2 separate regions of the Capsicum annuum genome follow, and region 1 is linked to region 2. The links are chromatin contacts, called in public Hi-C maps. All regions are on one chromosome and are shown on one strand. Each heading gives the region's core, a stretch centred on a gene start, on an enhancer-like site or on the middle of the called end of the contact. The rest is flanking DNA. Distances are from core to core; before and after follow the strand shown. Region 1 has its middle 33 kb from the start of LOC107855033. Region 2 holds the start of LOC107877310.

The links. Hi-C and Micro-C count contacts between places; a contact is called where the count stands out from the background.
Region 1: a Hi-C map of leaf shows a contact between it and region 2, with 2.0 times the contacts expected there. The contact joins the enhancer-like site here to the promoter of LOC107877310 in region 2. A contact is called at or near these places in 2 of 5 Hi-C or Micro-C datasets (leaf and placenta).

What each region holds. Positions count from the first base shown.
Region 1 is chr7:202,684,612-202,687,904 of UCD10Xv1.1, forward strand. No RefSeq gene overlaps it. Among protein-coding and RNA genes, the nearest start is that of LOC107855033, 33 kb to the right of the region's middle. Within about 2 kb of position 1,565, at least 2 of the 5 cell types and tissues checked have an H3K27ac peak or open chromatin away from gene starts, as enhancers often do. A contact at or near this core is called in leaf, where this site is marked.
Region 2 is chr7:202,649,992-202,653,655 of UCD10Xv1.1, forward strand. LOC107877310 reads left to right here and starts at 2,144. Exons shown (of 1, transcript XM_016723983.2): 1 at 2,144-2,764. The coding sequence starts at 2,241. The coding sequence ends at 2,447.

The DNA of each region.
Region 1 (3,293 bases), core at 315-2,814, 34 kb after region 2:
TTAGTAGTTTAAGGTGTTAATTGTGTTGGCTGAAACATGAATGCATGGTGATTGATGATGTGTTGGTGCTAATTAAAGATGTTATTTGTTGTGATGGTGGGGACAGTTGTTAGTAGAGATAAATTGTAGCGATGGTACTGGTTGAAGTGGTGGTAAAGGTGGCGTTACTAGTGACAATAGTGGTGGCGGCCAAAGAATGTGTAGAGGTATGATGTATTAGTGGTAGTTAGTGGTGATGCTAGTTGTGATAGATGAGTTGGTTGGTAGAAGAGATTGGCCTGTAGTGGTTGCTGATTGTGTTGTTGTTGACGGCAGTGGTGGCGATGAATATAATTAGAATAAAAGAGATAGTATGTGTGGTAGTGGTTGACAATTATGGTTGGTAGTGGTATTTGTTGTCGATGGTGGTTGTGATGATGGAGGTGGTTGGTAGTGGTGGGCGGTGGTTTACAATGGTGACGGTGGCAAAGGTGGTCAGTGGTGGTGACTGCTGATTATGAATAGAGTGGTGAATATTATCCAACACCAGAATATTCCTTTAGACCTATTAAGACTTGATTCTAGATCTGAATGATTAAGACCTATTCAGACCTATTAAAAGTTAACACCTTAATAAAAACAAATGCACTTAATGGTCTGAAGTCTGAACCATTCAGATTCAGACCCCCATTAAGTGCAAACAAATGAGGTCGGGAAAAACAAACGCGTTATACGTTATGCCGTACAATTATTTTGAATCACTTATTTATCATGGTTAATTAGTATATATAATTTGCTTCATTAAGTTATCTAATTACAGTCGGAGGATTTTAGTAATTCATCGATTGATTGTCTAAATTTTCACCACCATTTTCCTTTCTCCTGACACCAACAAAAAAATAATTGCAAATTAAATTGATTTAAAATAAATACCGAGTAAATATTATTATAAAGATATGGTATCGGTTCGAAAATGTATTTTCCTCAAAGTGACTAAACGGCTCTTCATAACAGGACATTGCATGCACCTTAGCTTTCCTCGTTGCCCACTATTTGGTTGCAAAATTTTTCCTTTAATCCCAAACATCTTTATTATATATAGCCTTTTACAAACTTATTTTTAATTAATCTTTATAATAGATCAACTATATGTCTATACATATAAAAACTTGAAAAGAATATACAAGTTATTGTTTTCAATCTAATTTCTAAGTGATCGTAAGAGATCATTTTATTTAATCGAATCGATCAAGAAGAGAAGCTAGGAGCATCATTTAAGGCAGTTATAGTTCCTTCCCAGTTAAGACAAATCACATGATTCAAAATTAAATTGCCTCAACTTTGAGGCACTTTTCCATACAAAAACTTCTTGAAGATATATATTTTTTTTTTTTTAAAGTTCTCATCTATTTTTTTTTTTTTTGGGGGGGGGGGGGGGAATCTCAGTTCCAAATTCACTAGTAATTAACTCAACCCCCAACTAACAGAAGATGTTGACAATATGACTGAGCTTATATTACTCTTTCTAATTGCTAGACTTTTCAGACCAAAAACAACACTTGGCCAATTCAAACAAGCAACCACTCTTGCAAAATTCTAATGTTGATGATATTCTATTTTAAGGACTTCATAATCCCATGTGGGGTCTAAATTTATCTTATCCTTCTTAAAATCAAAAGAAAGTAATGTGTGGGGATTATTTCAACTAATTAGGATAACTATAACTAGTGAATTATAATTGGTCACACAAGTCCTTTTCATATTAATTAATAAAATCTTGATTTTTATGCAGGAATATGTGTCGATAAAATGGCAACATCTCATGAAATTTTATCATTTAGAAAATTATCATGAGCATGTCATCTAAATAAAACCACTGGCTTTGGTTACAACTCAGGACAACTAAAATGCATTTTTTAAAAAAAAAAAAAACAAATGAGATAATACACATATAATTACCCCTCATGATGAATAAGCTTAAAGAATAGTTATTAAGAAAATTTAAATAAATGAGGTAAACGTAATATTGTAAATCACAAGGGATGTTAGTATGATGAGGTGATATCTGAGGGGAGGTCTCTGAAATTATTCCTAATATTTTTTATTTATGTACCAAATAAAAAAAAATAAGATAAACAATGCACTTATTTTCCTCAAAACATTTTTCTCCTTACCGAACACATCACTAATTTGTTAATGTACCTTGATACCAAAATATCATTTTAACCAATCTTTACTGTTTGCAGTAAGTCATACTACATATTTACCATGGTTATTGATTAAGTGACAAAATACTGTGAGAATGTGTATTAATTAACTATTAATATATGTATTCGCGTGATGTGCCAACAAATATTAGAAAAAAATTATTATGCAAGAAATATGTTAGAAAAAAAATTACTTAAATTATTATTTTATTTACTTAATTATATTAAATTTTTTATTATTGTATCAATTGAGAAATTTAAGTCATTTAATCCAAAGATTGTTTATTAGAAGGCCAACAGGGAAGAAAAATTATTTTCTCCATCATCAATTATCTAAGAATTTTGTGTTATGTTCAAAAAGATTTGAAATATGTTGGTGAATGTATAAAATACTTATCACAATAAGAGAAAGGTTCATCCTGATTATTAAAAAAAGATTCTTATCAATATATTAACTAATTATTCTCTCTCTATTATAACTACTTAACCATAATAATTAATATGATTTAATATAAACACCGATTGTATATGAGCTCTTGGCATTCAAAACTTTATTTACAGTCACACTTATCTGTTTGGTGAAGTTTATTTTTTTCCACTCAAAAGTGTTTATTAAAAAATATAAGGTGTTTGGTCAAACTTTTGGAAAAACATAAGTGCTTTATGGAGAGTAGGAGAAGTTGTTTTTTAGAAAATAAAAAAAGTACTTTTCCATTAAAATCACTTTTTTGAAAATTACTTTTGAGGAAAATACACTTAAAAACACTTTAAAAAGTTTGAGCAAATACTAATTGTTGCTCAAAAGTGTTTTTCTAAATATATTCATCAAACACAAATGCTACTTAGTAAAAGTTCTTTTGAAAATACTTTTCAAAATAAATAAATTTTAGAAATTTGGCCAAAGAGGCTATTAGTTATACATAATTTAACTGTTTTTTCAGAATAAATTAAATCATAAAATTTTAACGACATATTTAATATTAATTTTGTTTAAAGGAAATAAATATCATACATTCATCCAATAATGAAATCAAGTTCCTTAATCTAATATTGTATATTGTTTAATTTTTGTATAGGGTAATTTTAGCTATGACATCGTGTTTATTG
Region 2 (3,664 bases), core at 894-3,393:
AGCGGGTGACCATTTTCGATAGACTCATGGCTTAAGAAAAGCTTTTTCAAAAACAGATTTTAACAAATACAAAAGTAAAAGCTATGATAACACGTAATCTTTGCAATAACACCAATTTGTAAAAAAATCTATTGAAATTCTACATGTATCATTTTGTGTTTCTCATTCGATAGTCGGTGCATATTAAGACCCGACTAATTTAAATTAAACATCCACTCTAACAATTCTATCACCATCTGCTAAAACGATTGGAGATGTTTCAGTAATACGCCAAGTGAAAGGGTTCTTGCTAAATAAAACCAAAGTTCCATAATCACTTACGAGCATCACATAAAACTAAAAGAAAGATGTTCCCAGAAATGATTTTTTCTATACCAAACATTCAAACCGAAGACTTATGATTAAAAATGGAGCTAGCTATCCCATCCACCAACTAAAATAGAACTTAATAATGCAAAAAAAAACTAGAAATATGTGACATAAAAGATAAACTAAAATCCCAACTTGATAAAATGTTTCCTTTCATACTCCTAGTTAAGAATAACCATGGAACTATTAGAGACAAAAAAAAATAAACAAAATTGAAGAGTGCTTGTGAATTGTCATCAAATCTCAACATGGGTATTAATTGGTTGATGCAGACCCAATACTGGACCCTCTCATCCACTTGAGTTGCCAACCCAAATCCAGTTCAATAGACTATATCACACTGACCCAACATAAATGCATGCTAGCAGACCAATTAGGTACACTTGTATGACCCAGGCACATTTTGTTTTTTGAGAGTCATAAACTGTCTCAATAAACTTAGAGGTTCGATGTCGAATACACTGTCAAGAATTAAGATCAAGAAATTTGACTCTCAAAAGACGAACACTGTTATATAAATTGGACGGAGGGAGTATTTAAGTTCACTTCCCAATGCTTGGTCAAATATAATGAATTGATGTTTGTATTGTTCCTTCTTTGAAATGGCAAAGAAAGATTACTTTGTCTATAAAAGGAAAAATACTACTAAGTCTATGAAAATGTTGTTTGGACAATTGTATCTTTCAAAATACTTACATAATTACCTGAATTAAAAATTAGGATACCTACTTTATAAATGGTACTAAATTGCCTGGTTACTTTTCTGTATATTAGGAAAGTGACCCAGTGAATGCTGTTGGGTTGAATTTGTGGGGTGGGGTGGGGTGGGGTGGGGTGGGGGTGGGGGTGGGGATCATAATTAGTACTTATTTAGTTCCATCTCTACAGTAAAACGTTGTGAGGTGAATCATTAACACAATGTTGGGAGTAAAAATTATTGTCGTGTAATTAAAATTTCACAAATTAAGCACTAATAGGATTTAGATACCACATATGATAAAAAATTCGTATTAGTCGAATAATAACAAAAAAACAAGAGACAAAGAAGAAGAATGTTTTCATTTTACAAAAAAGAGCAAGACATGCATACCCTAAAAAATTGAATTTATTTTATAATTATTCCAGGGAATAAAATCATAAAACAAATTCGATTTTAATTTGAGGGCCAAAGACCCTTCTAAACTAGTGAATTTATTTTATTTTACAGTGGTCTTTCGTCAATTTATTAGCTCCCTAAAGCCTATTGCATTAATTTTAGGGGCAAACTTAAGCCATAAGAAAATGGTGAGGGCCTAAATGAGCTATAGATGAAGCAAGCGTTTTGTAGTAGGTTTAGTTGAAACTTAAGTTATGTTAGAAAAATATTTTTTGAAATTTGGAGTTATGTCTAAAAAAAAATTAAAATTTTCTGAATGGAAATGAAATATCAGCCAGTTTGTAGAACTTTAAGAATTAACCAAATTTCATGAATGAATAATATTTTCATTTTTTTTTTTGAAAATCTATTCTCAAATGGGAGCTTTACAAAGAGCAATCACAAAACTATCTATGCTTTGGAACATTTTTTATTCATTCTATTATTTTATAACAGGAAAAGTAAAACAAAAAAAATATATATAGTAATTAATTAGGTAAATGTTGACCAAAGAATTAAAAAATAATTATCCTTAAATTCAAATTGAAGGTCAGCAAGTGTGCCATAGTAATGTCCCAACTGTCCCTGCTTCAACTTTTACTATTCTTTCCCAATTTCACACCTATAAATACCCCTCTATTCTTTCTCATTAATCAAATAAAACCTTACCACTAAAACATCAAAGTACCACTTTTTCTCTCTCTGTTCCAAACATCATAAACACCAACAAAAAAAAATGGTGTGTTTTTGTTTCCTAGTAGATCAAACAAAGCAAGTTTGCAAGAGCAAACCCGCCGCCGGAACATGTTCACGTTGCGGCGGCGGTGCTAGTGTAGCTGACATGAAGACAGCTACACGTTTTTGCTATGTCCCCTTTTATTGGAAAAATTGGAGAGCTATTGTTTGTACATTTTGTGGTGCCATTCTTCGCTCTTACCGATAAAAAGAAAGTGTTACAATTTCACATTGGTTGAAGAAATGAGACGTACTAAACTTCTAATATAATTTTATCATATAAGCTACAGTATATCTTTTGAGGCTGAGTTAGTGTTTCTTCGTTCAAGGTGGATTTAGCAACTTTTGTGTTACTATTATTTTGTTTCATTTTTGCCTATTATTATTCTTTTCTCGTTCTGCATTGATGAAATTTTAGATGATGATTTAGGCTATTTAGTAATTTTGTTTTTTTTTTAAAATATGTACTAACAGCTGCTATTGTAAATATATTTGAGAATTAATATTGGATCTCTCTTTCTCTCCGTTTAAAGTTTTTTGCCCTCTTTTATTCGGTATCATTCTTGAACTTGTCTCTCATTAAAAAAACGTAAATAGATAAAATAATAAACGATTTTTAATCTAAATATTCACCAGGTGTTTACACCAAATAAATAAAGATGTACATCATATGTTTGTATCTAGATTTTTTCATTTAACCATGGACAATTAATTCATATTTTCATTTTATTAAACCACGTAATTACAATAACTTGAATTGATTTTGTATAAAATATTGAGGCGCGAATAAGTATTTATATTATTTATTACCACTGGAAAACAAGATTATTTTTTCTGTTGTTGTTGAATAAGGTATCATAAATACTTCAGCTGCCAAGTATGAGCTGGGAATTGCATATTTCAGCTAGTTCCAGCAGGGTAATTTACTGCTCTAAATTAATAAGTACAGAATACTAACATCCAAAATAAGTATATGAAATTAAATCAACAATTTAATACTCAACAACCAACATACCAAGTTTTTTTCTTTCTTTTTTTTAATCTTCAACAAAGGAAAAAGTAACCCCCATCCCCACCACCCCAAAAAAATGCAAGTAAATTGGTACTATGCAACTATAAAATTAGGAAAGGGATAGGGTGAGAGTAGTAGAATGAATATTGTAGATGTTAGTCAGGTAGATCACATGCCAAGTGCCTTACAACTAAAGAAAATATAGCTGTATTATGTTGGTGCTCATAATAAATGCACTTTAGTATATAGTACATCTTTTGTTTTTTTTTTCTTTTATATTATTTTTGTTGAGCCGAGGTTTTATGAAGTAAAATTTGTGTATATTATCGTGTTTATATTGTACTTGTGGGATTACATTAGATACGTTATTGTTATTGTTTCTTTCTTTTTTTCCTCTCGTGCTGGTAACACTC